Regions from separate parts of the Ovis aries genome. Here region 2 is linked to region 1. A link is a contact called in public Hi-C data. All regions are on one chromosome and are shown on one strand. The core of a region is the stretch at or near the end of the contact, and the rest is flanking DNA. Distances in the headings are between cores, read along the strand shown. Region 1 overlaps PTAFR (platelet activating factor receptor). Region 2 has its middle 48 kb from the start of EYA3.

What was found. Hi-C and Micro-C count contacts between places; a contact is called where the count stands out from the background.
Region 2: a Hi-C map of hypothalamus shows a contact between it and region 1, with 3 times the contacts expected there. The contact joins two enhancer-like sites. A contact is called at or near these places in 5 of 16 Hi-C or Micro-C datasets (blood, hypothalamus and omental adipose tissue).

Annotation. Positions count from the first base shown.
Region 1 is chr2:238,925,687-238,931,642 of ARS-UI_Ramb_v3.0, reverse strand. All of the region lies in intron 1 of PTAFR (platelet activating factor receptor), which reads right to left. Among named protein-coding and RNA genes, the nearest start is that of PTAFR, 19 kb to the right of the region's middle. Within about 2 kb of position 2,157, at least 9 of the 54 cell types and tissues checked have an H3K27ac peak or open chromatin away from gene starts, as enhancers often do.
Region 2 is chr2:238,998,647-239,004,602 of ARS-UI_Ramb_v3.0, reverse strand. No RefSeq gene overlaps it. Among named protein-coding and RNA genes, the nearest start is that of EYA3, 48 kb to the left of the region's middle. Within about 2 kb of position 2,967, at least 21 of the 54 cell types and tissues checked have an H3K27ac peak or open chromatin away from gene starts, as enhancers often do.

The sequences.
Region 1 (5,956 bases), core at 908-3,407:
GACAGTGGTTAAGATCACAGACTCTGGCATCAGACAAACCTCCATTCAAACTCTGCCTCTGGTCACATCCTGGTTTCACGACCATAGTCAAGCTTATCATTCTCTGAGCCTCAGGCCCTTCCACTGTATATGGAGCTCATAATATTCCAAGCACATAGTTCCCAGCATGATGCAAAGACTCAGTGAATAATGTAGCACAGTTTCAGGTACTCATGACCAACAGCTCTAAAAAGCTGTATTTACTGGAAGTCCAGACAATCTGCTAATTAGATCAGATCAAATGTTTGTCAAAACAGCACCACTGTCATTGCAACTGCTCACATCAGGCTCATCCCAAGTTAATCCCAGCCTGAAGCCGTTTAGATAAGACTTCCAGATATATCATTAACCCTGAAGACCTCTCTGGTGGTCCAGTGGCTAAGATTCTGCTCTCCCAATGCAGGAGGCACTGGTTTGATCCCTGGTCAAGGAAATCCCACATGTGGCAACCAAGAGTTTGCATGCCGCAACTAAGACCCAGGGCAGCCAAATAAATAATAAGAAATATATTCTAAAAAATAAAACCCTGAAAACTTCGGGGAACCAGTCATATCATTTTATGGCAATTGGGGACAGTTGGCAAAATGCTACCAGCCAATCCTTAATGCTTTTGAACTGTTATGTTGGAGAAGACTCTTGAGATTCCCCTGGACAGCAAGGAGACCAACCAGTCCATCCTAAAGGAAATCAATCCTGAATATTCATTGGAAGGACTGATGCTGAAGCTGAAACTTCAATACTTTGGCCACCTGATGCAAAGAACTCACTCACTGGAAAAGACCCTGAAGCTGGGAAAGATTGAAGGCAGGAGAAGGGGATGACAGAGGATGAAATGGTTGGATGGCATCACTGACTCAATGGACATGGGTTTGGGTGGACTCCGGGAGTTGGTGATGGACAGGGAGGCCTGGTGTGCTACAGTCCATGGGGTAGCAAAGAGATGGGCACAACTGAGCGGCTGAACTGAACTGAACTGAATCCTTGTCCAAGACAATTAATTTTACCTCCATGAGCCTCCGTTTACTCATCTGTAAAAAAAAAATAAAACTAACCCTAACCCTATGTCATGAGGTTGTTGTAAGGATTGAATAGGAAATGCCTGATCCATAAGAAGAGCTCAATGAATGTTGGCTGTTAGTTATACTTCTCTACCCCAGAAGGAATATGGGAACCACTTCTGGTTCCCATATCACGTGTGGATATCGCTTTCCCTCCAGGCTGGGAACTCCCTGAGTATAGGGCCTCGGGCATTACGCACGCACGCGCGCACACACACACACACACACACACACACACACACACACACACACAGAGTCACATTGTCCTTCATCCTTGACTTCCAAACCCTCTAACACCAGCCTCAGCCATTCCCAGCCCTTAGATTCCTGGAACCAGTAAAATACCATAGTTTAATCATTGCCCTTCTGTGAGTACTTAGTTTTCACACCTATCAAATGGAAATAATATCAACATTGACCTCCCAATGTTGAGGTCAGTTGAGACTGAAGGCAGTTGAACCTCTAAAATCCTCAAGAAATAAGTTGCCACCCATTCTGGCCTCCTCTGACACTTGATACTTGTGCCCTGGCCTGCCCATGCCTTTGAGCCTCTGCTCATATCCTCCAAAAATTCCCCCCTCATGGAGTGGTTTCATTACCACTTGTCCAGGAAGCAGAGGGAGTTGGGCAAAGGAAGGGAGCAAGTTTCCTGATCTCTGGGGAATTCTGCACTAGGCTCCCCATGGTTTCCAGTTCAAGGAGGCTAGCATCCCACTGGGCATGTTTATCAGTGAATGAACAGAGCTCCTTGTCTGGGGAGAGGTAGGGACAGGGTCTAGGGCCCCAGAGATGAGGGGTGGGAGGTGGCCTGGGTATCAAAGTTTCCCAGCTTTCTCTCTCTCTTGGGGTCCAGCTGGTCCCAGGGATGTATATTACATTCATGAGACTCAGTCTCTGCTTGTCTCGACTCATCTGGCCTATGACATCCCCATGGAGCTGGGGGACCCTGAGCCTGGCCTGGGTCTCTCCTGGCTTCCAGATATGCAGATAGTATCGGTCTGTGAGTCACCCTCCCCACTCCTCGCCTCCTGGAATTCAGCCGGGGCAAGGAGGGCGGGGAGGTGCTTCCTCCTCTGGGCTTCCGCAGCAAGGGCACACCCCTCCATTATACCAGGAACCACTCTGACATCTTCAGGGCCTGGCCCGAGGGAAAACGTAGGGTACAGGGCGGAGGCCCTACAGTCACACAGACCCCGATCTGCACCTGGCTTTGTTCTTTCCCAGCTGATCTTTGACCCTCAAAGCTTCTCTACCTTCATTTGCAGAAAAGTGGCGACAATAAAACCTTCCTCACAGGGAAGCTGTAGGTGCAAAATGAAGCAACTGATACACCTGGTTATTGCTCAGTAATTGGGAACTCCGCCCCAACCCTCAGGAAATGTTTGTTGCATGAATGAATGAGCAAACAAATCAGCCATGAACCAAAGCAGCCACCTCTCTTCCGTTAGAAGCAGCAACCAAGGTTGGATGAAGAGAAACATGAATCACGATTAGGAATTATGATCAGGGGACCTGGCCTCTGGCCTCAACCAAGCTCCTAACCATCTTGAGTGAGTCTCTCCCTAGCTTTGAACCTTGGGATCTTCATCTGCATGCGCCTCCCCCCAAAGCTGAAACATTGCTATGAAAAGGAAGATTGTTGGGAGTGAAAAAGGCTTTGGTAAACAGTCAAGAACTTAGGAAATCGAAACAGACTTTACAAACTGTGAAGGGTGCTGCACAAATTTTTGACACTCTTCTCACATCAGCCAGATGAGCTCAACTCCAAACCTAGATCCTGAAGTTCCCCCTTCTATAGAAATAAACAGGTGGGGAGGGGCTACTAAAGGATAGTTTTCCCCCCACAAATTCTCCTCCCCCTACATCTTACAGACATACACACACACACTGGCTCTGGATTCTCTCTGGCTGAAGACACAAGGGAAGAATGGAGTGCCAACCTCTCAACTGGTTTTGTTGATGATCCTGCTTTTGGGAAATGTTGGGCTGGACAGGCCCACCCGTAGTTGGCCACACTCCAGGCACACATGGGAATATATACCCAGAGCCAGTTCTCCAGTCCACCCCACAGGCACACATGAACACACACACACACAGCAGAGGCTTCTCTCCCCTCCCACCATGCTGCCAAGGAACCCAAGAGCTGCTGATCAGACACATGGCTGCACCAGGGGCCCAGCAGATACACTTCTGAGAACGGGCTCCACTCTGAAACCAGACACCTTCTCCCAGGATCCATAAGGGGGCTTCCCCAGGCCACAGCTCAGCTGGTGCCCTCTATATCCATGGGGAGGCAGAGACTAGGACGGGAAAGAAGGGACTTCACTGGAAAAGATAAGCAGCCCTTTCTTGTCAACAAGGGCAAGTTCACAGGCTTAGGATAGGGAGGAAGAGGGCATTCCATAAAAGTCTTTCTATAAAAGGACAGAAAGAATCCCAGCCTCTCATCACACCAGCCCCAGCCCCCATCAGTCCAGAGCAGAAACTCACTCCTGGAGGCCCATTTCGACATTACTGCCGTAGATCATAGTCTATGGACTTCCCAGGGGGCACTAGTGATAAAGAACCTGCCTGCCCGTGCAGGAGACACAAGAGACGTGGGTTAGATCCCTGAAGGGGAAGATCCCCTGAAGAAGGAAGTGACAGCTCATCCCAGTATTCTTGTCTGGAGACTCCCATGGACAGAAGAGCCTGATGGACTACAGTCCATGGGGTCGCAAAGAGTCGGACACTACTGAGCGACTTAGCCTATGCACAGCAGAGACTGTGGCTTTCTTACCCAAACCTTCATTGGACAGATGGGGAAACTGAGACCCAGAGAAGAGAAAGGATTTGCCCCAAGTGACCGCAGAATCAGGAGGCAAGCTGGAACCAGATGCTGGACCTCAGGCTCACTGTCCATCCTCTTCCAGTACAACACACTACTTTCTCATTCCCTATTCAGTTCAGGTTCCAAGACTGTGTGACTTGCTAAACTCCACGTGAAGAGTAAGGATAAAATGAGGAACAAACAAATCCTCCTCCTTGAGGCATTTGTAAGAATAACAGCATTGGTACCAGCAGTAATACTGGCTCGTGTCTGCGCACCAGCTTACCATTGACAAAGCACTTTCCCACCAGCCTCTTACTGCATCCTCTCCCGACAACTCACAGGTCAGTACTTAAACCCCAGTATGCAAAGGAGGAAAGGGATGCTCCTGAATTGCCCAACGTCCCAGCTCATAGGCAAGAGCTGATGCCAAAACCCCATTGCCCACCTCAGGCTCAGTCCCATCTCTTTCGAGGCTTCCTTCCTTCACTGGGTTGTCAGTACCTAAAGGCAAGGATGTCTCTTTCGTTTGTTTCCCTAGCGCCTACACACACACACATACACACACACACGCATGCCAAGCACCTGGAACAGCTGTATATTCAGTCAAGGGTTAAATCAGAGCTGCTTGAATACTCTGGGGAGCAACTCTGCAGGTTCCCTCATTCTTCACAAGTAAGGAAGAGTCTGAGCAGCAGCCTCCGTTCCCCACGCCCACATCTGACCTCCTGCCAGCAAAGGACAGGTGGTCCCAGCCTGTGCTCCATCCCTACCACCTGCGACCTAATGGAGGGAACAGGTTGTGGGCCAGGACTCTTGTATCAGCAACCCTGTTATCTTCCTCATCATCCCCTCAGGAGAACCCAGCACCTAGTCAATTCCTAGATACCCAGCCCGGTACCTGACCCTTTGCCTCCCGACCTTCCTGCTGGGGAGATGGAACTGGCCTCGTCTGACACTCTAGGAAACTGAGGAGCAGGGCAGTGACGTGGCCAAGGCCACACAGCCACTGAAGCAGACAGCGCCCAGCCCCCCAAGATCTAGGCAGCCCCCCTCTCACCACCACCTCCCAGGGAGGTCTCTGAGGTCACTTCAGAGCTGCCTTGACCTCAGAGAACCAGAGAGGGTAGCGGATTACCTGGGAATGTCTAGTCACGAGGAATTCCTTCTAAACGAGAGCCTCTGGGTCTGGGGAAGATGCCAGAACTGTCCCTTAAAAACAGAAGCACACGTTTGCTCAGGCGGAGTCTAGGGGCAGGACCTTGATCTCCTGGGGACGCTATCACACACTTCCCCCCAGCCGGGCCAGGGCTGGGACCCCCTTACCTGTCCAGGGGCAGTGGCTGCCGCTGCGAGGTCTGAGCATGTCGGCAGCTGCGGGCTCTGTGCTGTCTGTAATTGCAGAAGTGAGGAAATAGCGTGCATCACTGCCAAGTCACCCCCAGGAGGAAACGCCGTGACCCCAGGGCCCCATCAGCAGAGAGGACATGCCGCAGAGCCTCGAGCTGGGTCACCCAGGCCCTGGGTGCCACTCGGAGGTTTTTTGCAGAGTGAGGGGCAGGGTGGGGTGTGGGCAGCTGCCACCGGGAGAGAGTAAGGCGGGGTGGAGAGACACGCCACCTAGCACAAGCGTGAGCGAGAGGAGCTGTGAGTGAGCAAGGAGAATGTGAGAGTCAGGGGAGAGGGGGCTAAGAGGTGGAGAGAGAGAGAGGCCCAGAGGGAGACAGGCAAATGCAAACACAGAGACAGCGTGAGCGGGGTGAGGAGGTTCGAGGACGAAAACCAAGGGAGTGACAGAGAAAAAGATGGCACAGATAGTGAGAGGGCCTGTGTGTGTGCGCGTGTGCGTGTGTGGGGGCGCACGTGCGTGTGTGCACGTGTGTGTGCACGTGTGTGTGTATGCCTGGGAGACAATACAAAAGAAAGGGAGCAAAGGAGGAAAAGGAGAGGCAGCTGGAAAATAGAGAAGATGAAAAGGGAGGAACTCCTAAGAACTGCTGCGGTCAGTGCCATGGCTGGGCTTGGCCCCCCTGGTGGCCAAGGAGCGCCA
Region 2 (5,956 bases), core at 1,718-4,217, 72 kb before region 1:
TGCCCTCAGTCCCTCCCAGCATCAGAGTCTTTTGCTGCAGTGTGCATTGGGGTGCATGTATCTTGTCAAATTATGGTTTTCTCTGGATATAAGCCCAGGAATAGGATTGCTGGATCACATGGTAGCCCTATTTTAAGTTTTTTAAGGAACCTCCATACTGTTCTCCATAATGGTTGTACTAATTTACATTCAACAGTGTAGGAGGATTCCCTTTTCTCCATACCCTCTCTGGTATTTATGATGGCCATTCTGACCTCATTATAGTTTTAATTTGTGAAGCCACTCAGTCATGTCTGACTCTTTGTGACCCCCACAGACTGGGGCCTGCCAGGCTTCTCCATCCATGGAATTTTCCAGACAAGAATACTGGAGTGGGTTGCCATTTCTTTCTCCAGGGGATCTTCCTAACCCAGGAATCGAACCCAGGTCTCCTGCATTGTGGGCGGATTCCTTACTGTATGAGTCACCAGGGAAGTCCATTTGATTTGCATTCCTCTAAAAATTGAGCATATTTTCATGTGGTTTTTAGCCATTTGTATATCTCCTTAGGAGAAATGTCTTTTTAGATCTCCCACCCATTTTTGATTGGGCAGCTTGGTTTTTTGATATTGAGCTATGAGAGCAGTCTCTGTATTTTGGAGATTAATCCCTGGTCAGTTGCTTCATTTACAAATATTTTTTTCCCATTCTGTGGATTGTCTTTTCATTTTGGTTATGGTTTCTTTTGCTATGTAAAACCTTTTAAGTTTAACTGGGTCACACTTCTTTATTTTGTTTTTATTTTCATTACTCTAGGAAGTGGATCAAAAAAGATGTGAAAAGAACATTTTAAATTGCTTAAACAAGCAGGTATGTGTTTCTGGGATTTTTGTTTGCTTGTTTTCACATAACAAGATGCTAAGGCAAGCTCTGGCCTTGGTTCTCTCTGGCTCAGTAGCACCGCAGTAATTTTGTCCTTCCCCTCACCCTTGCTGCCCCACAGTCATAGATGATTGCCCCAGCTCCAGGCATCACATGCACTATCAAGGAAGGAAGAACAGCTAAGGGGAAGCTCCAGTCATGGCTAACTCTTTATTAGGAAAGCAAGAGCTTTCCCAGAAGTCCCCCAGTATACTTCTCTAACTCGCTCATTGGCTGAGTTACACGGACACTCACAGCTACGAGGGAGGCTGTGAAGCAGAAATTGCATGATTGGCTTTGAAAATCATGATGTATGCCCTAGTTACACAACTACCCAGGCAAACTTGGAGGTCTATTTGCAAAGAAGGGATCAGGGACATCGAGTAGGCAACTAGCTCTCGCCCCCTCTAAACAAGACATGGTGCTGCCCACTTCGTCACAGTCACTGTCACCCTGCTCCTTCCAGTCTTACACGTGGATTGCTCTCTCAGTAATCATCTGCTAGTCCATGAGGACATCTGAGCATTCAACACATGAATATAAAACTTGGGGTTAGAAAAGGTGAGAAAATTGCCAGTTGTCCTTCATTATCCATAATTTCCTTCTTTCTTCGGGTAACAAAGCAATCTTCACCCCAAGAACTAGCAGGGAATAGGGTTGCCCAGCTCGAGAGCATATTTCCCAGCCTCCCTTGCAGCTCGATGGGTGTGGCCGTGCAAGTGTTCACCATTGCAAAGTGACTAGAATGATCTGAGCATCACTTCATCTACATCGTGTCCTAAAAGGAAATTGTTAGCCACCTACTTCCTCTTTGCCCCCTTTCCCACAGGCTGGGAATGTAGATGTAGCAAGAGAGAGCTTGTTTCAGCAATGTCCTAGGAAAAATATATATAACAAACAAACAAAGGAAAACAGAAATAACAGTGTCCTAGGAAAAGGCAGATCAACAGGATAGAGGGAACTGGTGTCTTTCAGTGACACCTGGGGCAGAGCCACTTACCTCTGAATTCACTCTGATCCACTCAGAGGCTTAAAGAGATAAAAGAGCAACAACTATTAAATAAGATATATAATTTTAAAGTATTCTGTATTTGTAATCTCTTTATTAAAACAGCTATTCTGTCCCTCAACTAATATAGAAAACAAACTGCATGATACTAATGGTTGTCATTAATAGTTAGAAAGGGAGTTAGGAGCTAAAATGAAAGAAGAGAGGGGTCAAATAAGTGCAGGAATGGGAGAAGAGGTTTTTATAAACAGTTCTTGGAAAATACAAAAGCCTGTGTTATTGGGGAAGGCAACTGAACTATAACAGGCAGGGCATTGATAGAGCTCGGTCAGAAGCCCTGCTGGGCTCTGTTTTGGCTTAGAATTGGGGCTGCAGCTAAACAGAAATACCAAAATGAAACTGAACAATGCAACCTTGTATATGACGCAAAGATCCATGGTTGAAGAAGGGTCTGTGCTGCTATGAATCAGGTGAGACGGCCAGAAGTCAGAGTCTTTAAGTTCCAAGCAGGCAACCTGGACAGAAGGCAACTCTGGCTCTCTTAAACACAGCAAAACCCAAAAGAAACTTATTAGAAGGACACCGAGGATATCAAAGCATCCACGGAAGATCTTACAGCCAAGTTCTAGGGAAGGACAAGATCCAAGTCAACTCTGGGAATCCCACTAGCAGAAATCTCTCATCTCTTCTAGGTCAGAATCACCAGGAGGACTTGTTAAAACACAGATTGCTGGGGCCTCCACCCAGAATTTCTGATTCAGAAGATGCGGGGTGGGGTGCGGGAATTTGTATTTCTGACAAGTTCCCAGATGCTGATGCTGGTGTTCCAGGGACCACATATAAGAACTACTTCTCCAGGTAAATACATCAAATGATTCAGCACCAACTACCTTCCATCCCCAAGTGTTTCCTCTCAAGGTTGCAAAGTCCTAAGAAAGTCTAGCTGACTCAGAGTTGAGTCACTCCTGTGGTCAGAGAGGTAGTCCTATGATTGGCAGCCCTGTGAGTGTCACATAGGGTGGGGGTGGGAGGGAAGTTCCCCAAAGGAAAGAGCAATGGACAGACAAAAATAGATGTCCTCAGTGTGGTAACTGGCCAAGCTGAATGCACCGCTCTCTCCCTCTGCACCAAGATCTGCTATAACAACTTCTCTCAGCACAGAAAGTTCCAGAAGAGAATTTTTAAATTATTTATTTATTTGACCGTGTCAGGTCTTAGTTGCAGTGTGCAGGCTCAGTAGTTGTGACGCACGAGCTTAATTGCCCCACAGCTTGTGGGATTAGTTTCCCCAAACAGGGATCAAACCCGTGTCCCCTGCATTGGAAGGCAGATTCTTAACCACTGGACTGCCAGGGAAGTCCCAGAAGACAGAATTTTTTTAAAAGAAAAGACGGAAGGAGAATGTAGACTCTTGACCTGTTAGCTTTATTCAAGCCTCATTCTATTTTCTAGCCCAAGAGAGGAGACTCCTGCCCCCTAGAGGCCAGCAATATATTCCACAGATGCCTTGGTGACTTACAGAAGCCCCACGGAGGCAGTGGGCTTTGCACTGGGGACTATTTTGCCCAGGACAACCTGTCATCATGCATGCTGTGCTTTTCTCAGCCGCAGAGAGACTGACATCAATAGATAGTGATAGTGTAGTGATAGTGAAAGTCGCTCAGTCTCGCTGACTCTTTGCGACCCCGTGGACTATACAGTCCATGGAATTCTCCAGGCCCAAATCCCTGAGTGGGTAGCCTTTCCCTTCTCCAGGGGATCTTCTTGACCCAGGAATCAAACTGGGGTCTCCTGCATTGCAGGCGGATTCTTTACCAACTGAGCTATCAGAGAAGCCCAAAACAGATAGTTGGTAAGATATTTTATATCTTTTTGAAGTATATTTTATATGCTTTCACAGTGAACATTTTCCTTCAGAAAAACTATGGCGAAAAAAAAAAAATGGTAACCTAAGTACCCAAGCATATAATTGTGTAACTCTGTATTGTTATCTATCAAATTTTCTTTAAATTAGGTTCAACCGCCTGAGCTTATAAGCCAATATGATGATTTAACATAGCAACATGGAGTGTGTTAAAAACATGCTCATATTTACATAACAGTCAATGTAATATGCCATATTAACAGGATAAAGGACAAAAACATATGATTATCTCAACAGATGCATAAAAAATTTGACAAAATCCAACACTTAACAAAATCCAACACTCAACAAACTAGGAATAGAAGGGCTCTTTCTTAGCTTGATGAATGTCATCTACAGAAGCCCCACAGATAGCACAATAGTACTTAATAGTAAAAAAATGGAGTGTTTTACCTTAAGATCAGTTGTTAAGATTACTGTTTGCCAGGGGCTGGGGGAGGGGGAAATAGGAATTTGCTAGCAGGTACAGGGTTTTTGGGAGGGGGTGATAAAAATGTTCTGAAGTTAGTAACAACGGTTGCCAACCTTTGCATGGATGTACTAAAACCCACAGAATTAGTCATTTCAAAATGGTAAGTTTTGTGACATGTGAATTTTATCTCAAATAAAATTGTTACTAGAAAATATAGAACTTCCCCGGTTGTCCAGTGGTTAGATTCTGTGCACTGCAAGGAACTCAGGTTCAATCTCTGTTCAGAGAACTAAGATCCTGCGTGTGTCGTGGCATGGCCTATGTGTTTGTGTGTGTGTGTGTGTGTGTGTGTGTGTATACAAACAAACACGTGGGGACAACTAGTGATCGTGTAGCTGGAAGTGGTGGGAGGGATCCCATAATCCCTGAATAATGCTTGGAACAGAAGAATTATTTATTCTCTTTAACTTTCCTAAAACTGGTGGAAAGGGAGCCCAATTGAAGAATTTAATTTTGCTAAAGAAAAACAAAAAAAGAACTCTATAATTGTCAAGTACCCTTTGTTTCCAAGGGCCTTTTTTTTTTTTTTTTTTTTTGCCATGCCAAGGAACTTGTGGAATCTCAGCTCCCCAACCAAGGATTCAGCCTAGGTCCATGGCAGTAAAAGTACCTAGTCTTAACTACTGGACAACCAGGGTTTTCCTTTAAAGAGCGCTTTAATGAGTATTCAGTGGGTCAGTTTCACCCTGAGGCTTAATCTAGAGCAGAGAAGAAAATATTTCAAGATGTAGAGTAAGGAAAGTTTTGGAATAGACTGCTGGAGACTAGAATGAAGCTAAAGAGAGGCTGGAGGAGATGGGAAACTAGAATGAAGCTAGAGTGAGGCTGACTCCCAAGGAGGGATAGAGCCAGAAAGAAGTTCCTCTTGGCAGTAATGGACCATGACCTTCTAGGACAGTAGTGTCTTATAAATAACTTTAAGTTGGTGTGCTACTGTGCTGAACTTTTCCTTCTGTTTCACTAAAGCCTCAGTAAAACCTGCTAAGTGTTAGGACTACTTGGAGAATTGAAGGAATCACTAATTTGAGAGCCTGTGAGAAAAAATAACACCAAAGAAACAAGAGGAACAGTGAAAAACAGACTATTTCTTGGGCTAGCCTGGGGGTTGTTTTCGTTCAGTTGCTCAGTCATGTCTGACTCTTGTGACCCCACAGACTGCAGTACGCTAGGATTCCCTGTATCACCAACTCTCAGTACTCAAACTCATGTCCATTAAGTCGGTGATGCCATCCAACCATCTCATCCTCTGTCAGCCCCTTCTCCTCCTGCCTTCAATCTCTCCCAGCATCAGGGTCTTTTCTAATAAGTCAACTCTTCGCATCAAGAGGCCAAAGTATTGGAGCTTCAGCTTCAGCATCAGTCCTTCCAGTGAATATCCAAGGTTGATTTCCTTTAGGATGAACTGGTTGGATCTCCTTGCAGTCCAAGGGGCTCACAAGAGTCTTCTCCAACACCACAGTTCATAACTATCAATTCTTCAGCATTCAGCCTTCTTTATGGTCCAACTCTTACATCCATACATGATTACTGGAAAAACCATAACTTTGACTAGACAGACCTTTGTCGGCAAAGTAATGTTTCTAATTTTTAATATGCTGTCTAGGTTTGTCATAGCTTTTCTTCCAAGGAGCAAGCGTCTTTTAATTTCCTG